Regions from separate parts of the Arachis hypogaea genome. Here region 1 is linked to region 2. Evidence: chromatin contacts called from public Hi-C data. All regions are on one chromosome and are shown on one strand. The core of a region is the stretch at or near the end of the contact, and the rest is flanking DNA. Distances in the headings are between cores, read along the strand shown. Region 1 holds the start of LOC112791206 (probable WRKY transcription factor 24). Region 2 overlaps LOC112791204 (neutral/alkaline invertase 3, chloroplastic).

Evidence for each region. Hi-C and Micro-C count contacts between places; a contact is called where the count stands out from the background.
Region 1: a contact with region 2 is called in a Hi-C map of an unstated tissue, with 2.1 times the contacts expected there. The contact joins the promoter of LOC112791206 here to the enhancer-like site in region 2. A contact is called at or near these places in 2 of 8 Hi-C or Micro-C datasets (leaf and an unstated tissue).

Annotation. Positions count from the first base shown.
Region 1 is chr3:122,702,995-122,707,432 of arahy.Tifrunner.gnm2.J5K5, reverse strand. LOC112791206 (probable WRKY transcription factor 24) reads left to right here and starts at 1,558. Exons shown (of 3, transcript XM_025833937.3): 1 at 1,558-2,399; 2 at 2,521-2,748; 3 at 3,764-4,438. The coding sequence starts at 2,026. The coding sequence ends at 3,935.
Region 2 is chr3:122,600,821-122,605,422 of arahy.Tifrunner.gnm2.J5K5, reverse strand. It overlaps LOC112791204 (neutral/alkaline invertase 3, chloroplastic), which reads right to left. Exons shown (of 7, transcript XM_025833935.3): 3 at 4,373-4,538; 4 at 4,059-4,270; 5 at 2,887-3,380; 6 at 2,742-2,790; 7 at 1,879-2,624. The coding sequence ends at 2,307. Among protein-coding and RNA genes, the nearest start is that of LOC112791204, 4.1 kb to the right of the region's middle. Within about 2 kb of position 1,897, at least 2 of the 3 cell types and tissues checked have open chromatin away from gene starts, as enhancers often do.

The DNA of each region.
Region 1 (4,438 bases), core at 309-2,808, 100 kb before region 2:
TTTTTTTTAACAACGTAAAAAATAATAGGTTAACAAAAAAGTTAATTTTAATTTTAAAATTTAAAATATTAATTAAATTTATTCATATTTAGTGAACCTAAAATGTAATCCATTGTTTACCATCTCTATCATCTATTTAGGGGAATTGTTAAATTAATCTAAGAGCTACAAGATGAAATAGCTGCCTTGTTTTTTTGGGAATACCAACAAACTAACAAAGAAGGGGTAACAAACACTGTAATATAGACTCCTAGAGTTCAAAAAGTAATTATATTTGTCACTTTGGCTTTGCTACTTATGTGTATATAATCATCTAATAATCTACTTAATTGTAAGATTTCTTACTCAATAGCTATACTTTTTACTTCACTCATCAGTTTCTACAAAAAATGTACTTCATCATTTTATGTGCTTATTAGTTAATGACAAGTAACAAAAAGAGAACATAATTATTATTAACTGAATTATTATATATTGTGGCTAAATTCTTGAACGGTAGATAAACTGGACGCTTTCAATTGTCCAGATGGTCCACAAATTTTTAGGCATGACAAAAGAATATGAAGTAATTAATCATGGTTGTCACCCTCTTAATTAATTCATATGAGATGATAACAATATTATAAGTTTGGGGTTTTGGAATTTGAGAAAAAAGGTAGGTGAATGTGGGGTTAGTTCGAGTTTAGAAAGTTAAAAGAGCAAAAGGGATATGAGAAAGGCAAGAAGCTTTTTTGATCCCAAAAGTCAAATGAGCAATCACCCACCATAATGATGCTTCACCGCCGATGCAGCAGAGAGAGAAATGCATCCAATATATATAATCATTATATAGTATATATATTAAATGAATAATATATATTAACATTCAATATATGAAATTGGTCCCCCAGAAAAGAAATATTTTTATAATAAAAATGATCTTAATAATAAACAAACACCGGAGAAAGTGATAGATATATAGATACTTTACACTGAATTGATGATGAATATATGATGGATTAATTTTTTTCATCACTTATATATACATTTGATTCTATGTATCTATCTCTATTATTGTGCACTCATCATTATTAATATTAGGCTTTTGCTTTTTCCCATATTAAATAACGAAAAAAAAACTAAAAAAATTCAGAAAATTTATTATTTTTAATTATTAATATAAGTTTTTTACTCTAATAATTTAATACATTTTTAATTTATATTTTTAGTATTAATAATTAATTATTAATTAAAAATAATAAATTTTAATAATTTTTTAATATTCTTCTGATATAATAATAATAACCTACAATTCTACAGTAACAACATATATAGGGGAGGATGTTGCATGGAAGTTTCATATAGATTTTGAGGGCAAACTAAAATTAATTATTAAAATTAGTTATTAATATAAAATATATATTAAAAATAAATTAAATTACATATATTTATATATAATAGTAATTAATTTTAGTATATAAATAATATTTTTTACGAATTTTTGTCGTCTATTGTTGACCTCCATGGCACAGTGAAATTCCACTAACCAGTTTTTCCCAGAAGCTTTTTATTATTATTAGCACACACACGAACAGTGCCATCACTATACTACGACTTGAGGACAAACTGATAGCTTCTTCCATTGTAAATTGAAAAATAAATAAATAAAGGTATGCTATACTACACGAAAAGTCTCTCTTCTTTCCTATTATCTTTCTTCACTTTTTAGCATATTCTTCGCTTTCCCTTTTTCAACATTTTCAGCTATTTGTTACTTTCAAACATTGTTTGTTTTATTCTAAATCCAAGAGATTATCAATTCCCCCATCACATGTTTAGAATATAGCAGAGAGAGAGGGGCAAAGAGCAAAAGGGAAAGTTATTGGGTTTTGTAAACACTATATATAAGTTATAGTGTAATAGCTTCCAAAAATAGAGAGAGAAAAAAACATTCTTGCTCCTCACAAAGATCATCATCATCTTTCTATATATATATATATTGGATCATCATCTTGGTACTAATAGTAATAAGTAGGAGTTATTATTATGATGTCAACAACAACAACTTCACAAACTATGGTTAATAACCAAAGCTTATTTGGGGAGCAAGATCATCATGATAATGAGAATATGGCTACAGAAATGGGATTTCTTCCTCTTCTACCAACAAACATGATCTTCCCTACTTCTCCTTTGGGATGCAATCAACAACAACCCTGCTACTCGTTATTGAAACCCTTCTCTTCCATATTATCTCCAAATTCACTTGCATCTGATCAAGCTGATTCAACATCAAACCTAACCGCTGAAACCCTACTCGCAACTGATGCGCAACAAAAATCAGGATTGGACCTCACCTCTACAACTTTTCTTGGACCTCAGTTCCTATCTTTGAACAGATCCACTATAAGTAATCCATGGTGAGAACATTAATTCTTTTATTGAAGTTGTTTTTTCCTTGTTGATAAACTATTTTTGGAAAATGAGATAACGTAATTATATGTATAGAGATAGTGAGTCACGGGTTTGGTTTCCATATAGGGCAACGGGAGAAGTACCTGATTGCTTCAGCAGTAAAAGAAATGTAGTAGATAATCATCATCATCATGTGGGGGTTCCTACCATTAAGATGAAGAAAATCAAGGGAAGACGAAAGGTTAGAGAGCCTAGGTTTTGCTTCAAGACTATGAGCGATGTAGATGTCTTGGACGATGGCTACAAATGGAGGAAGTACGGTCAAAAAGTGGTCAAGAACACACAGCATCCCAGGTACATACTTTCGTTTTTTATTAATGCTATTGTGGTTCAAAGTTTTTCTCTTCTTGTTTTTGCTTTAGTATAAAAAGTTGAAACAATAATAGATTAATACATGTCAGTTTATTTAATTTTTCTGTTTAAACCTTGTAGCGGTTGTACTATACACCAACACATGTTTTATATACTAATGGTGATTCATTCTCTCTCCAATCTTTCCCACACCCCTATCACATTATTGCTTTTTTTTTTTTATCAGTCTTCACCCACGCACATTGGCTTTGAGGCTAGCTTCTGGGTTTTGGGAAGATTTTAGTTTTCTTGAATAATGTGTGGGGATGACAACAATAATTATTAAAGCAAGATTTTTCACTTTATGTCAAGTTTGAGGGAGAAAAAGAAAAGCATGGAACATAAAAGAATTTTTGCTAATGACAGAATGAGAATAGAAGAGTTACTATTAATTATGGTGAAAAGTTAGGATGCAGTATTCTTTATATAAAATTAATAGTTAAAATTTATTTGATAATAATTTAATCAAACATATCAAATAATTTTTTAATAAATTTTAATTATTAACTTCACATAAAAAAATTATATGTAAGTCTCCAAAATTAATTATGGCGGTTAGATATTGTTTAGTTTATTTTTCGTGTAAATGCATGTAATGAAGCTCATTCAAATTCAAAATTTGTTTTTCTTCGCTATATTTCCCTGATGCATTATAGAAGCCCCATAATTAACCAAGTCCTTCATCATAACATTTTCGTGTGCCTTCATGATTTTTTACTATGGAAAATGAGAACACTCAAAAAGAGTGAAATGATTCAATCTGCAGTACCCACTTATTACTTTAGCATCATGAAGATTTGTTTAGTAGTGTGACTAATATATACCACAATTATTGGCACATGCATGCCATATATATTTTCTGAATTCAATTAAGACTTTGGCCATTAATTATTTGACATAAAGATGAATTAATAGTAAGAATAATGATTGAAGAAGCATGTTTACGATGCATGTGCAGAAGCTACTACCGTTGCACACAAGACAATTGTCGCGTAAAGAAACGTGTGGAGCGCTTAGCTGAGGATCCAAGAATGGTGATAACAACATACGAAGGAAGACATGCACACACTCCATCCAATGATGTTGAAGACTCTCAACCTCCCTCTCAACTTACCAACTTCTTCTGGTAGTAGTCATATATATACGATGATCATCAACACCAACATCAAAATTTATATATTTATAACTTATAATATGATGAATGTTGTACGTTGCATATTTTTATATGTGTAGCTTCCAAAGGGTGTGCTTGGTAGAGATGAAATTGGAGTAGGTAGAGAGGGAATTGGTGAAGAGGCAAAATTTACCATATAATGTGCATGTTTTTGGATTTTATGGATGCATGCACATGTATATATACTCTTCTCCATATATATATATATATATATATATATACCCACTCCTTCCATTTTCATCCCTTATTCCAAGCACATACCATACCAGTGTGCTTGATTTGTGTCTACTTTTTATAATTACTTAACATGCATGTAGTAATATTAATATATCTTGGTGTTTTATGAAAGAAATAAGATACCAGTGAATTCGTAAGTTGCCCTACTTTTCTGATGGGCTTCTTCTATTTATGTAACTACGGCTGAAGCAAAGACATATTTGATTAGAATTTTAGATCGAT
Region 2 (4,602 bases), core at 648-3,147:
GAGATGATTAAACAAAACGTCAAAAATTTAAATAAAACAAAAATGTTAAGAACAAAAATGATACATTAAAATTATCAAATCAAATAAAATGATAATGAATTTTAATAAATGAATTGCATTATATATATGAATTCAAAAGTTATACTAATACTTATAAGAATTGCTAACATATAAACTCCTAATAAAAAGTATGATATATATACAATAAAGTATAAATTATATTATTTTATCTTTAATGTGTATCGAACTTTTTTATTTAATGTTTAATTTAAATAAATCTTATTTTTAATTCTAAAATAAATTTTAATTATTTTTCAATAATATTAATTTTTAACTGTCGTAGTTATTCAATTTTTTTAATCACATTTAATTAAATTACTCTTAATCACATTATTTTCATTTTACGTAATTTTTTTAATTTTTGTACTTTTAAAGATTTTTATCATTAATAAATATTTGTAGAGTGACTAGTACATAAACTTTTGGAAAAAAAGAGAGCATGGTACATATACCATAAAATATAAATTATACCTTTAATTTTAAATTTAAAATAAATTTTAATTTTATCTTTCAATAATATCATTATGGTAGATAATTATTTAATTATTTTTTTAATTGTGTTTACGTAAATTACTCTTAATTACGTTATTTTTATTCTAAATAAATTATTTTTTAATTTTACTCTTAATCAAATTACTTCCATTCTAATTAAATTTATTTTTATTAAGAATAAAATTTAAAAATAAATTAAATAATTATCTATCGTAAAAAAATTGAAATTATTAAAAGAAAAAATTAAAATTTATTTAAAATTTAAAAATAAAATTTAATTAAATTAAACATTAAAGAAGTTGGGTATATTAAAGACAAAAATGTATACTTTATACTTTATTATATATATATATATATATTTTTTTTTTGGTTTCCCACGGTATCCCCTAACCCGACAGGTCAAGGACTAATCCGCCGCGGTACTGAGCTCCATTTAAGGGTTTGCCGCTGGCCAATGGGTTGCTGCATGCACAAGGCGGGATTCGAACCCCCGACACTTGCTTAAGCGGACTAGTGAGCTAACCACTAGACCAACCCAACTTGGTTTATATATATATATATATATATATATATATATATATATAGCTCTTTTTTTTCTTTTCTGTAAATTTATATATTAGCTATTTTACAAGTACGAGTAAATCTTGAATTTGTAATGTAATTTATTCTGTTAAAATTCACTATCATTTTACTTGATTTGCTAATTTTTTAAGAGTAATGTATCGTTTTTGTCCCTAACGTTTTCGTCTTATTTAAGTTTCTTACATATCAAAATTGTCTCAATTTTATCTCATCATCAATTCTATTAACAGATTATTAACAAGATGACGACATTATAAGATGATTTTAAAATATTAAAAACTTAAATAAAACAATTTAAACGTTAAGAACAACTTTAAGACGTATCCAAAATATTGACAATAAAAATAATATTTTACTCATGTTTAAATTAGAATTTAATTTTAAGACCACCACAACCACTATAAACATTAAAAAATTATATAGACATTTATTTTTATATCATTGAATCTGTTAAAAATGTTTGACTCACACTTATTTTCTGATGAAAAGTTTCAGGTAGAATGACAGATAATTAAATGGCACTATAAAATCTTGTAATTATTGTTATATGACTAAAATATAACAATAATTGAATTCGAGAGCGAAGAATAAATTTTTTCAATAGTTATTTATTTTTGGTCGCGGGGTGCGTAGAGCCTAAACTAAAATTAGTTTGAAAAGGCGAAGAAAAAAAAAAGGAAAAGCCTAACCTGTTATTTTTCTCCGGGTAGTGTTCTAATTCAATCTTCTATTGAGTCATAAGAATGGGCCAACTGGTACATTTATGATATGCATCATGCTGATATGTATCCATTTCTTTCGGCTTAACGCAAAATGCTTGTACACTTTTTTTAATTAATAGTAGCTAGATATAATTTTTTTCCCCTTTTAAAACAAACGGGGGAAAACGTTTTTTAAAACATAAAGGTCCTCACAGTCTATCATTAGCTACATCTTTTTGTATGATACTTACAATCCCAAAGTTATTAATATCTTCTACACAATTACATATCCATGTACATACTACTATACTATATCACAGGTTCATCATTCCTATATATTTTTCACATCTCTAATGTTTCTAGAATAACATGCTACAAATCTGATGAATGGATTGGATTACAAGAACAAAAATGGACTCTGAAGCTTATACCACCCACCCAAAGGAACAAAGTGAATGGCAATTCAAGGTTTCATACAATGTAGGTCTGCTTCAAATTCTTCCGACCACGCTTCCCTCTGGGATTTGCAGTAATCAAGGCATTCACAAGTTCAGAGTCCTCTTCGGTAATCAGTATATTTGCTTTGCTCGGGTCAGTCAGCAGCAGCTTCGCCACGAGATATCCTGCAATCGACCAAGTCTGAAACAGTCGCGATTGCTTTCCAATGAACCGAGATCTCTTTGTGTCATAGTATTCCGGCCACTTGTCTCTGGATATTCTTCTCTCAGCAATTTCAACAGCTTTTGCAGCAATGTGAGGTCTATTCATCTTTATGCATGCAACAGTGAGCTGCAATAATAGTGATTAAACAAAATCCTCAAACCTTCATAAAACTCAAACAGTGTAATTTATCACTAACTAATAAAATTATTGTTTGTCATGAGTGACTTGGCCAATATAGCTAACCTGCCATAGCAATGTTGGCCAGGAGCCTGCATTATGGTAGGACCAAGGCCTGTAAAAAAAAAAAATAGAATGGCACAATAAAATCATTTGATGAACATTTCGATAAACCAGACATCGGAAAAGCACCATAGAAAAGATATAATACGTGTTCTTAGGATCGCTGCCTGTGATTATCTGCCACTCCTGACCTTCGAGAGCAGGGTAACAGATCTTGAATGGCATCTCTGCTACCAAATCCGACCATTTGGCTTCAATGAGGTCCAATATTGCATGTGATTGCTCCATGGTGGCCAAGCTGTTTACAACGGACCACAAGTTTCCAAGTGAAAAAAATCGAAAATCCATGTGAGCCGGTTGCAGGTTACCAATAAGATAACCTCCTTTGTTTGGCATCCATTCTACTAACCAAGGAGAAATCTGGTCTGGGTATATGTTGAACTTGTTAACTGCATCATATGAGTACTCCTCTGTCTTATACCGATAAATCTCATTTAACTTTTTCATATCAATCCAGTAATATTCTCTAATATGAAATGAAAGAGCTACTAGACGATTGTTCAATGCTCGTATAAGATCTGCTGATCCGTCTTCCGGAGTAAGCATCTCCCGAGCACAAAGTAAGGCAGAATAAAATAGTGCCTAGGGAAAAAAATGAAGAAACAATAAACGCAATGGAATACGCATTGGAGAAGCTCACTTAATCACTATTTAATCTTTGTTGCAAACATTTAATACAAGATACTTCTCATAATAAAATAAGAAACTAATTTAGAATACATAAAATTCAATATTTTCCTATGATTAATACATTCTACATTATGAGGTTTTCTCCTTCCCAGGAGATGAAAATTGATTCTCAAAGCTAGTCATAGAAATTAGTTTATTACAATGATAGGGATTTTAAAAGTTAAATGGATTCCAAAATCGAAACTTACAGATAAAGTTAAAATTCTTTACTTTTGCCAACTGTGGCAGAAACAATTTGAAGTTTCACCTGTTAGCATGGGATGATATTAATATCAACCACTTACACATAATAATAGTTAGCAACAATTATAAACTAACATCATCAACACCTTACTATGAAAGAAGATAAAGCTCATTCTAATTAGAATAAGGGATAGGAATGTTGTTCATAAATCTTGCACAAGATAATCTGTTTCTTCTTCATGCCAAATAGCACATATAAAAACATCATTTTTGCTCTATAAGGAAATGCACAACCATGAATAAGCATAAAGTTTTCTTTTTTTATCTTTAAATAAGTACCAATTAATTAAAACTTATAATTGAAGAAAGACAGGAAATTCTCTGTACCTGAATCTCCAAAGGATGCCCGTGAATTCCCATTCTCCGATCTATCATGCAAGAACCATCAGTTACTAATAGCGTTGGAAACATGTCAAAACCATCAGCAAGGCACAATCTCAAAATCATCTTAATTCCTGTTTGCACATCAATCCTCTCCTGAACAGACAGATCACCGGAGCATTTTCCATAAGCTCGTAATAAAATAATCCACCACAATCCTAAAGATCACATAAGAAATAAGTTCAGAAATCTAAGGAATGTTATATTAAGTTTCTTCTGCCATTTAAAACAGAGTTTACTGAACTGAACAGTTATTTTACCGGAGTCAACTGGAGCGACACGGCCAATTGCTGCCTCACCAAAGTCAGGATCCAAAACCTCTTCTGTTGCAGAATCATCACCATCTAGAGGAACAGTCCTAACCTTAAAACTAGCAGGCATCAAACCTTGTCCAGGACTATGACAATCCATTGTTTTCTCCCAGCTCTGAAATTTAGATAAATGAATTCAGCATATAAGAAATAAGACAGCTAAGATTCTGTGGTTCTCA